Linked DNA regions of Mus musculus: all the other regions are linked to region 1. A link is a contact called in public Hi-C data. All regions are on one chromosome and are shown on one strand. Each heading gives the region's core, a stretch centred on a gene start, on an enhancer-like site or on the middle of the called end of the contact. The rest is flanking DNA. Distances are from core to core; before and after follow the strand shown. Region 1 has its middle 80 kb from the start of Rph3a. Region 2 holds the start of Rph3a (rabphilin 3A). Region 3 overlaps Rph3a (rabphilin 3A).

The links. Hi-C and Micro-C count contacts between places; a contact is called where the count stands out from the background.
Region 2: a Hi-C map of cerebellar granule neurons shows a contact between it and region 1, with 1.8 times the contacts expected there. The contact joins the promoter of Rph3a here to the enhancer-like site in region 1. A contact is called at or near these places in 6 of 39 promoter capture datasets (the 3T3-L1 cell line, the HPC-7 cell line, embryonic stem cells and 3 more), 18 of 484 Hi-C or Micro-C datasets (the C2C12 cell line, the G1E-ER4 cell line, brain and 10 more), 5 of 115 datasets of contacts at active chromatin or transcription factors (SST interneurons, embryonic forebrain, embryonic stem cells and 1 more) and 4 of 9 other capture datasets (adipose tissue, embryonic stem cells, liver and 1 more).
Region 3: a Hi-C map of cerebellar granule neurons shows a contact between it and region 1, with 2.2 times the contacts expected there. The contact joins two enhancer-like sites. A contact is called at or near these places in 2 of 15 datasets of contacts at CTCF or cohesin (pro-B cells and stem cell-derived epiblast-like cells), 34 of 484 Hi-C or Micro-C datasets (B cells, CD8 T cells, the CH12 cell line and 17 more), 3 of 115 datasets of contacts at active chromatin or transcription factors (all in embryonic stem cells) and 1 of 9 other capture datasets (embryonic stem cells).

Annotation. Positions count from the first base shown.
Region 1 is chr5:121,087,576-121,091,459 of GRCm38.p6, reverse strand. No RefSeq gene overlaps it. Among named protein-coding and RNA genes, the nearest start is that of Rph3a, 80 kb to the right of the region's middle. Within about 2 kb of position 1,534, at least 9 of the 459 cell types and tissues checked have an H3K27ac peak or open chromatin away from gene starts, as enhancers often do. A contact at or near this core is called in cerebellar granule neurons and cerebellum, where this site is marked.
Region 2 is chr5:121,007,831-121,011,689 of GRCm38.p6, reverse strand. It overlaps Rph3a (rabphilin 3A), which reads left to right and starts at 2,152. Exons shown (of 22, transcript NM_011286.3): 1 at 2,152-2,452; 2 at 2,591-2,706.
Region 3 is chr5:120,967,891-120,971,286 of GRCm38.p6, reverse strand. The region is part of intron 5 of Rph3a (rabphilin 3A); the gene reads left to right. Among named protein-coding and RNA genes, the nearest start is that of Gm32185, 19 kb to the right of the region's middle. Within about 2 kb of position 1,351, at least 7 of the 459 cell types and tissues checked have an H3K27ac peak or open chromatin away from gene starts, as enhancers often do. A contact at or near this core is called in cerebellar granule neurons and cerebellum, where this site is marked.

The DNA.
Region 1 (3,884 bases), core at 285-2,784:
GCCCCATGAACTGTGAGCTTTTTTTCCAGACGTTTTGTCACAGCCAGGAAAAACAATTGAGGTAGAAACAGAAACTCTGAGGTGCTAGGTAGAGAGAGAGCAAGTTCGGCCGCCTTTGGGTGCTGGTGAGTCTGAGAGACTTTACCTCAGAGTCCTTAGAGAGAGAAAAGTTGTTTCCTGCATCACCAGTTCCAGCCCAGTCACACTGGCTTGGGACATCTGAGTTTCAGAGCTGTGGGAGAGTCCATCTGGACAGCGTCCAGCCCTTCCTTCTACGGTTACTTACCCTGCCACATACTGAAGTTGGTCCTTGGGCTGGTGAGCAAAACTCTCTGAGCCTCTATTTCTTCTCAGTGCAATGGGATGACAGTAACTGCACTAACATTTTATCCAACAATGGAGATGGGAGGAGTTGGCACAGGATAGACCTTCATGATGCACGATGACCATCGGGTGTTACTACTGCTGTGCCCTCAACACAGCAGTGAATGCAAGCTGGCCAGTGAAGAACCCTCAAAAAAAACCTACCTAGGAGTGTCTTTTGGATTTAATCTATACCTTTAACTTGGAGTGGGTTTATTTATCTGCTTTTGAGACATGGTCTTATGTAGCCCAGACTGGCCTTAAAGTTGTTATACAGCTAAAGATGAACCTCTGGTCCTTATTTGTTTTAGTTTTATTTCTGTTGGAGTGATCAGAAGCAACCTAGAGAGGGAAAGGGTGTATTTGTCTTACATTCTGGATTACATTTTATCTTGGAGCCAAGTCAAGATAGGAACCCAAAGGTGGGTCTGCTTGCTAGCCTACATGGCATTATCTCCAACCAATGAACTCCTTTCACAGTCAAAGAATGGTGTCAGGAACTATGAGATTGCTGCTTGCTGACCAGGCAGGTTTATGACCAGCTAGCTTCCTTATATAGTTCAGGACATACTGCCTAGGGAATGGTGCCACCCATAGTGGGCTGAAACCTCCTGTATGAACTCCCAGTCAAGACAGTACCCACAGGCACAGTGATAGGCCAATCTGACCCTAGTTCTTCCTCAGTTGGAGCTCTCCTCTCAGATGACTCTAGGCCGAGTCAAAGTGATGTTAAAGTTCACCGGAACATCTTTCCTCCAACCTCCTAAGTACTGGTGATCCTCCTGCCTCAGCCTCTCAAGTGCCAGGATTACAGGTGCTCAATCCTATTTTGTTTCCTGGGGTTCTTAATGCTATTTATACTGGGGACAGGTAGTGAGTGATCTGTGCTTTCTGGATCTGGAACACAGAGAACCCAAACATGATTAAAGAGAGAAAATTGAGTTTCTCAGGTATAGACCAAGGCTATGGCTCACCGGTGCTTGCCTAGCACTCAGGAGGCCTAGGAAACATGTATTGCTCTGTAGTTTCTTTTTGTTCTTGGGTAGAAGCATCGTTGTGTCGAAGAGAGCCTGGCAGACTGGGATCACTTGGGACTCGTGCTGTGGAGTGTGCTGGCCTCCGGCCCTGCAGCCATCTGGTGACCCTGTCACTCCCTCCTGGGTCCCCAGCACTCACTCCTCAGGCCTGTGCCAGCTCCTTCTCTCAGCCTCCTGCCACTTGGCCTTAGCTCCTTGCCCTGGACCCTGGAGAAGTGGTTTCCATGGTAACGGTTTCAGGGACCAAGGCTGTCTGCAGTTAGGGGGAGGGAATGTGTTGCTGCAGCTAGCCTCCCTCAGAGACCTGGAGTCTTCATGCTCAGGCCCATGTTAGCAGTGTCTGTGTAGAGCACGGCTGGCCTTGTCAGTGATTTTCTTCATCCCCGATTTCTCTTTTCTCTCCGTCCCCGTTCCTCAGCCCTATCAAAGGACTCATTCTCGTGCCTTTAAAGAACCATGAGATGTCCAAAAGATTCTGAGATTTCAACACAGTTCTCCCGTGTGCTTCTGGGAGACCCAGAGCCAGTTGCTTCATCTCTCTGGCCTCAGTTTTATCATCTGTAAAATGGGCTTTGTGACAACAGGATATAGGGAAGGGGGCAGTGAAATCTTAGCTCAGTGAAGCTTTGTTCACCTTATCTGCTGCTTGCACGGGGAAACTGAAGCCTGGATCTTCTTCCTAGACATCATGTTACCTCTTCTGGGAGCTTCTTCATCTTTCTTCCCCAGTCAAACCTTATCTGCCTGTGTCACCAGGGCCCTGTTAAACAACTGATTTGCCTATATATGGTAAACAAATCTGTCCGTAAATCTTCGAGGCCCAGTTAGAGGTTTTTTAAGGGATTGATAACTTAATTCCAAGATGAAGTCTCAGGAGGAGAAGAGTTGTGAGGGACCAGATGGTGGGGGGACTTAAGGAAGATGATCAGAAAGGTATCAGGGAAGCTTTGAGAAGTTAAACAATGTGCTCAGGGGCACACAGCAGCTAAGTGGTGAGGCTGGGATTTAAACTTCCTCAGTGGCTCTTTCGTACCACCTTTCTCTTACCCCTTCAGCCTGCCTCACCTGCTCTCAGGATGCACAGCAGGCTACAGCAGTCAGTGGTCAAATGCAGACTTGTTTGTTTTCTGAGACAGGGTTTCTCTGTGTAGCCCTGACTGTCCTGGAACTCACTCTGTAGACCAGGCTGGCCTTGAACTTAGAGATCCGCCTACCTCTGCCTCCAGAGGGCTGAGATTAAAGGTGTGTGCCATCACTGCATAGCAGACAGCTTAGATGTATGAGGCTATGCCTTCCTGGCAGAGACCAAGGCAGCTTTAGTGTGTCTCAGCTCAACTGAATGATTAGACTTCACCATAAAGCATGACTTTCTCCTAGGTAGATCAGGGGGCTGGGCAAGGATCTGGCCCTCCCAGTCACACTTGGCTGCTTCTAAAACTGCAAGAAGAGGAAGAAGGGTTGGGGAGATGGCTCGGTGGGTAAGAGCACTTGCAATGGAAACACAAGGGCCTGAGTTCAAACCCCAGCACACACATGTAAGAAGTATGGGCATGACTGTGGCCATACCTGTATCCCTAACATCACAGTGGGCAGAGATAGGAGGGCAGCTGTGGCTTATTGACTGCTAGTCTGTGGTTCTGGGTGCTGTGAGAGACCCTGGATGAAGGAGGGCACAAGACAGGAAGTGATAGAGCAGGGCATTCACTCTACTTCTCTGGCTTGTGTGCATGTGCACATGTGTACACATAACTACACACCCGTGCCCTCCTAACTCCTTCCAAAATATAAGAAAATGGACTGTCTCTTTGTGAGCTCTGAGCTCAGAAGCCAAAGCAAGAAGGCCAAGCCATCCTCCCTTTTTGTCTCCTTGCTGTCTCCTCTCTGCCTAGGGAGCAGTATGTCAAAAAAAGAGAAAGGAGGTGAGAGAGATGACGTTAGAGCCCCTGCAGACAGAGTTCCCCACCAGGCAAAAGAACAGCCCCGACTTCCTGTGTCTAGTGGGTTTGTAAATCCCACTGTGAGATGCTGGTATGACTGTCGTCACTCTTGGGTACCTGGAGGTCGCTCAGCATTCCCCAAATGGCTACTTTTGTTCCTCAGCCAGTTTCTAGGATGAGCCTGGGGGAAAGCAGGTGGGATTTGTTACTGCCTGTGGATGTGGCCGGTTTCACCCACAGAACCCAGACTCTTCTGCCCCTCTACCAACTCCCCTGCTTGTCATTTGTCTGCAGATACTTCCAAGCATCCTTGACAGTGCTGGGATTGCAGGCATGAACCACCGCATGCCATTTTCTGTGGTGGTGGAGACTGAATACAGGGCTTCGAGCATTCCATCAGCTGAACTATGTTCCCAGCTTCTGTGGCTCACCTTTTAACAAGTGTGTGTGTGTGTGTGTGTGTGTGTGTGTGTGTGTGTGTGTGTGTGTGTGTGAGTGAGTGGTAAGGTGGCTTAGCAGATAAAGCACTGGCAGCTGATTCTGCTAA
Region 2 (3,859 bases), core at 903-3,402, 80 kb after region 1:
GGGTGAGAACTCCTCAGGATCCAGGGGCTGAGACTCTTACAAGACACTTGGGTTCTAGCCCCTTAATCAGCACACAGTGTGACTTTTGACCTTCTGAGAGTCTCTTGAGTGTTTGCTCAAATGTTTGTTGAGGGCTTAGTGTGTGCTGGGCTTGAGTAGGTTTGAGAACACAGGCTCTGTATCTGAACGTTCTTCAGCTCTGTCCTCCAAATCTGCTCACAGGTCTTTGACTAGAAAGACTCTCCAAGCCCCTGGGTCTCTTCTCCATTGGTGAAGTGACAGGAATGAATGTGTGCCATTGTCTCAGCTAAGAAAAGACTCAGTAGCCGTGCAGTGGTGGTGCATGCCTTTAATCCCAGCACTTGGGAGGCAGAGGCAGGCAGATTTCTGAGTTTGAGGCCAGCCTGGTCTACAGAGTGAGTTCCAGCACAGCCAAGGCTAAACAGAGAAACCCTGTCTCAAAAAACCAAAAAAAAAAAAAAAAAAAAAAAAAGCAGTAAGGTCTCAGCCCCCAAACTGTAAGATTCTGTCGAGTGGTCCTGCAGGGCAGACATCCTAGTGGGCACACTTTGGAATCCCAGCCCTGGGTTTGATCCCCATGACTGTCACTCACTGTGTAGCCTCCAGCAAGGAATGGAATTTCTTGGTCTTAACTTCCTTATTTATAGAATGGGAATGGCAGCCACCACAGAGGGGGCACAGAGACCCTCAGATGAGACATGCAGAGCTTCTGGAAGGATGTCTGGAACATAGCAGGTTCCCAATAAATAGCTGACATCACCACAGCTATCACAGTCAGCATTGTGATCATTATCTGCACCATCACCACCATCACCACCACCACCATCACCATCACCACCACCATCACCACAACCCCCACCAGCAACCACCAGCACCACCCCCACCATAATCATTGCCACCATCATCATGATCTTCATGCTTTCATTATCACCCAGATGACCACCACCACCGTCAACACCACCATAGCGATCATCTGTAGAGCCAAGCTCCAAATGGTCTCTCAGATCCTGGCAGTCTGAATCCTAGCTCTCAAAGGGAGACTTTAGTGGCGAAAGTAGTGACTCACCCTGGGCCCTCAATGGGAAACTTTACATATGAGTCCCCAGTGGAGAGAGGAACACCCCTCACTTGGCTGGGAGGTTCTAAACAGCCCTTGGCTTCTTTTGACTTTGCCACTCTCTCTCTCTCCACCGCGGGCATGTTCTTGTAGCTGGCAGCAGCAGCACACACTGGGGATCCGGGATGCTGGTGCCATGGGAACACATTCCCACTGTATATCACCCCCCTCTCTGGAGATTTATTTCCTGTGTGTAGTGACTTTACCTCGGAGAGCCAGTCTGGTTTGGGGAGATGGGTCTTTGGCAGAGGATCATGTCTGCTCTGGAACTCCTAAGATTTCCAGCTCCATCCCACTCAAACCACACGCTTGCACCAGCCTCGTCGGCTGTCAAGTCCTTTATCTTCGCCAAAACATTTGAATCAGAGGGTGGGTTATAGATCATGGAATCAGAGCAGCCCCTAGTGTGGGCTTTCTTATCGCTACCTTAGACTCATTCTTTCTGTCATTAGGAAAATGTGGTGGCCGTGTCTTCAGTTTGCAGATGGGACGTGGAAACATTAAGTGCCATCCCCAGGGGTGCATGGGGCTGGCCCAGGCTCCCTGAAACCTGTCAGATGTGGTTGTTTAAACAAACCACCATCCCCTTCAGGCACTCCTGTTTTTTGTTGTTTTGTTTTGTTTTTTAGCCTTGTTTTTTTCCTGCAGTCTTCTGAGCCTGAGTTGCAGACTTCAGCAGCAATGTGGATGATCCTGGAAGCCACAGGGAGACGCACAGGTACCTGTGAAGATCAGGGATTGTTATAGCTCATTTGACAATATTAGCATAAGTATGCAGCGAGGTGGCCCATATGCAGTCTGACAAAATCGTCCTGGTTCCTCTACTCTGGCCTCTCCCTTCCTCTGCTGCAGGGATCCAATAACTTCCCCTGTTCTGCCTGGGGTTAGTGGCCGCCCTTCCCCTCCGCTTGCGTCCTGGTGCTGTCCGTGGTACTGACTGCCAATCCGGATCGTTCTGGGGCGCCCAGCCTCCCCTCCTGGCCTCCCACCTCTCCTCCCGCAGGCAACGCGGCACAATGCATCGCGGTGGGAGGCAAGCTGGGCTCCCCTGCTCCGCCGGGAAGCGGCTGCCCCTCCCTCTGGATCACACAGGGTTCTTGCAGTAGGTGACAGCAGGATCGGGCACCAGGGAAGCAATTGATTCGTCTCTTACCCGCATCCCAGAGTTGCCTACGCTGCCCAGAGAGGGAGAGAGGAAAGAGAAGAAGGGAGAGAAAGAAAGAGACTTACAAAACCTTCCATGTGGAGTAGTCTGGGTGATTCGCTGCCCACCGCTGCAGACTCTAGCTGCACTTAGTTTTCGCCTCTGACGGGGTATTTCTTTTTTGTCTTTTTTTTTTTTTCCTTTTTGTGTGTGTATGTGTGTGCATGATTTAGGGGAATGTGTTCGTGTTGGTGCCTCGGTTTTATTTTGGGAAGACCGGGAGAGTCAAATGCACAATTTTCTTTCAGGCATATCTGCTGTTCTTTCAAGCCAAGTCGCTGGGACTTAACACCTCCCCCCCCCCCCAGCAGGGAGTTGGCAAGAATTTGGCTCCCGTATTCTGCTGCAATCCTCTACTGTCCCGGTGAGTGACATTCTTTGTGGTGGTCCCGCAAACGGACTAGGAGATCTCAGGACCCTAACTGAGATGTGCATGCATGAGCTAGGGAGAGGGAAGCAGGGAGGGTAGGGCTGTTGAGAACTGAGCATAGTTCTTTGCCTGTATTCTGTAGGCTTTTATCAGCAACACTCCGGAGGCAAATGGGGTTTTAGTACAGTGCCCAGGGAGGAGGCAAGTGTGTGCCTGCTCAGGCGAGTGAGCAGGAGAGTGGCTTCTGCCCAGCTTGTCCTCTTTGCAGCAGAACCTGAGGAAAGTGATTGGCAGCTCTCGAATTAGTTAACCCTTCATGGCCTGTATGGCACACGGGGCCTCTGAGTGTTTGGAGTTGGTGGGTGGGCATCTTGGCCCCAGTTGGGAGAGTCAGCTGAGCCTGGAATGTTAACCCTTGCCTGGGCATCCTGGACCAGCATTTGCTTAGGATGGGGCTCAGACCGGGCTCTCCGCCAGGGCTGGCTGAATAATTGAATTGTGGTGGGTTCTGCAAACTCAGCTGTCCTGAAATGGGAGAGCGGGGATCCATGAAAGAGCCACCTTTTCTCTTGGCATGAATGGTCAAGCAGTCAGCTGCCTGCCGAGCCGGGGATGCCGAGATGGGATTTTACAGGTGGTGTCACCTGTAAGAGACTGGATGGGGGGTATGTATGTGGCTCTGTCACTGAGCTCACCTTGCCATTGAGAAGGGGGCTATGACATCCCAACCCCAGGCCCCCAATTCCAGGACAAGCTGTAACCCCTATACCAATTTCTTTCTCTGATATCCCAATGGGGGTAACCCCATACCAACCTGTTAGTGAGTGGGAAGCAGAGGTCCCTCACCACCCAATCCCGAAGCTCATGTTTAATTTTAAAATGCTTTTGCCAGTAATCTGTGATCTATGGGAGAGGACTCAATTCTGCTTCCTGCTTTAATTACTTCCTACCTTTTTTGGGGAAATGAAAGTCTTTATTTTTAGCACTTCGATCCACTTCAGCCGTCTCTATCCACTGGAATTTCTTCAGGAAGTTGAACTTGGGAGGTAGGAATAAGACAAGGCTAACCCTAGGGACTGGCATGCTGGAAGTGTCAAGAGGGTCACCCAGCCCCAGCCCCAGAGCCATGAGGGGCCCGGGGAGCTCA
Region 3 (3,396 bases), core at 102-2,601, 120 kb after region 1:
GTATATGTACAGATATCAGAGGACAATTCTTGGGGGACCAATTTTCCCCTTTCACTGTGCGGCTTTGGGGATTGAACTCCAGTCATCAGTCTTGGCAGCAAGCCCCTCTTCCTGCTGAGCCCACTTGCAAGCCCCCAACCCCAAACTTCCATTTAAGAGTTCAAGCTTAGCAGGTGGCCTCTCCAGCAGACTCCTTCCTGCCTTGTTAATCTGCCCCATGTGCTGCTGCCACCATCTGTGTCTGACTCTGAGTTCACAGGGAGAAGAGCATCAAGTCTCCCCGGGAGGGCCTTTTGCTTCCTCATTGGGACAGTTTTGTTGGAACCAAGAGCCCAGGAGAGCCCTGGGGCTGTGCAGAGTCTCAAGCTGTCTTCCCGCAGCTCCATCACAAGTGTCTAAATGCTCATGTACCCTCTACCCATCTGCCCAGCTCTGCTCTGCTCAGGATGTGAGGATAGACAGTTAATGGCCTGGAACGAACTTTATCCAACTGCCTCATTTGTACACATTCCCTCTCACGGCACAATGTGGAGGCTCCTGGTTTGCCCTCCTCCACCATTAGGCAAAGCAGATTTGGATGAGATGGGAAACATCTACTTTTAACCAGGTTCTCCGGCTATTCACTGCTATGCAACAAAACGCCAAGGGGGAAAAATAGTGACTTAAAGCCACAAAGATATAGTTTTCCATTGTTCATGATTTAAAGGGTTAAGAATTCAGGCATGGCTATGCTGGGTGCTTTTTCTGTTTCATGGGGCATTGGCTGGGGTCGCTCACTTGCTCAGTTCACCTGCCAGTAGGATTACACTACACCCACCGGAAGGTTCTGTGTCTTCTTGTTTCCCAAACCCCTCAACTCCTTCCTTGTTCAGTAGCCCACCCTGCCAGGCTCTTTTACTGCAAGAAGTGTAAAAGTGGAGTCCATTAAATGTCTCAGACTGAGACCATGGTCTCTCATGGAAGGGAAAGGTCCTATCTCCATGGCTGAGACGTGCCGGGGAAGATGAGACTGCCTGCCATCTTTGGAAACACCTCGGGGGAGTTGGGCACACACAGGAAACTAAGGGAAAGTGGCAGGGCTGTCCCAGGGGGATCTGAGATGGGGGATACAACAGCCTCAGAAAAAACTCTCACCCCATGTGTTTTAGCAAAACACAGCCATGCCACATTTCCATGGAAACATGGCTGCTAGGGGCTTCCTCTGAGTGGCAAAGGCACAGTAAGTCTAGAATGGAACACTTGCCTAAAAAAAAAAAAAAAAGATCACCTGCCCTCCCCCCCCAACTCCCTGTAAGTGGCAGTCTCTGTCCATTAGGCTGTCCTTCTGTGTTCCTATTGTATTTCCTCCCGCCTGGATCCCCTCCAAGGCATTTGCGAGTCTCCTGCTTCCAAAGAGGCAGCAGCTGGGTGGCTCTGTTCGAGGTCAGCTTCCTGAAACAGACGGACTCCAAAAAAAGTAATTAGGGCTTATCATTAACCTTGGCATCCTGACTGGATGATGGAGGGAGAAGCCAGAGAGATGAAGAAAGACCTGTTACTATGGGATCCATTGTGTCCCTGCTGGGGTTGCTACCCCCCTCAACTGTCTAGCACAGGACTTTTCCACAATGTATCTCCTTGGACTTTTCCACAATGTATCTCTCCTTGGCAGGTGTCATTGGCAGGGCTGGACAAGGACACAGACAGACAGCTCAGTCTCTTCCCTTCTACACCAGCTTTTCTTTCCTTAGTCCGGAGCCCAGGACTTCCATGGATGTGACTCAGGGTCAGAGACACCCAGTGTTCCGGACATAGTTATACACACATTCTTTTTTTTTTTTTTCCCAGAAGAAGCAAATATCTATAGATTTCATCAGGTTTAGTATGACTCTGTAACCTCCCAATGTTAAAAATGTTGAGTTGCGCCTCAGTTTCCCCAAGTATTAGACAAGTGCTTTCCAGTATCCATTTAGCCTTAGTCTGTTTACTGGCACATGCCTGTAATCCCAGCACTCTGGAGGCTGAAGCAGGAGATCTCAAGTTCAAGGTCAGCCTGGGCTTAGCGTGAGGTCTGTCTTTAAAAAAGAAAGAGAGAAAGAAAGAAAGAAAGAAAGAAAGAAAGAAAGAAAGAAAGAAAGAAAGAAAGAAAGAAAGAAAGAGAAAATAAATCCCAAAGCTAGAGAGCTGGCTCAGTAAAGTACCTGCCTTGCAAATGTGCTGACCTGAATTCGCATCCACAGATCTTGTATAAAAGCCAGCAGGAGCTGGGGAGGGGGCAGGGCTGGGGAGCTGGGGACAGTGAATGGAGACAGACTGGTCCCAGGAGCTGATCGGCCACTGGCCTATAGAATCAATGAGCACCAGCCAGGTTCAGTGAGAGACTCACTGAACAAACACACAAGCTTGCGTGATCGCGCGGGTGTACGTGCGCACACACACACTTTGTAAAATCTGTTGTTAATACCAAAATAGATGACAGTTTTCTGACTTGGCTCTGTGTCTGCCATCAAGGGAATGTAAATGGACACACTGAGTGACTGTGGGTGGGCTGTAAACTCATCGGTGAAGTCGGCTCCCAAGCCCCTCTCACTCCCTGCTTTTCAACCTCAATACCCACCTGCATGTGGGCCTGGGGAATTCTTCATATTGAGGGCTGTGCTGTGCACCGTACGCTGTTTAAACAGCATCTCTGGTCTCTAGCTACCAGATGCTTATCGGTAACCCCAGCAGCTGTGATGACCAAATGTGGCTCCAGACACTGACCACCGTTCCCTGGGGGCAGAGTCATCCCTGGCTGAAACCATTTCCCGTGTCCCTTTGCTGATGGTTCATGAACAGAAGATGTGAGTGGAGGAGTGTGCTGACATCATAGCCAGCTTTTAGGGGAATGATGGAAAACAACACTGGGCTAAATCATCTAATGTCTGCCCCACGCTTAGAGCTCCAAACAGGGCACTCATAGCCTCAGCAGTGACCCCGTGCTGCAGAACAAATTATTGCCATCAGTGTTTTCTAGATGAGAGAACTGAAGCACAGAGAGGTTAAGCAACATGCCAGGAGCCACACAGTTAACAAGTGAGGGAACTGGGAACAAGAGCCCAGGCTAGCCCACCACTGTAGCCCTTTTCTACGGTCCCACAGAGAGGTATTTCTTGCACCCTGGGCCATGAACTCTCAGATGCTCTGTGCATCCTCTCATCCGTGTAACGTCCTCAGGGAGAGAAAGGTTCATTGCTGCCTAACAGCTGGGGAACCTGAAGCCCCATGTCCAGGTGCGCACAGCCTTCCTGTGGCCACGTGAGACTCTGGAGTTAAGCATCTTTCACATTCTGCTGCCTCCAGGGACTGCAAGTGTCGAGGGGAGTTGACAGATGGTGGAGGGACGTGGGGAGACAGGCATTCACAGGTGTCTCCGGT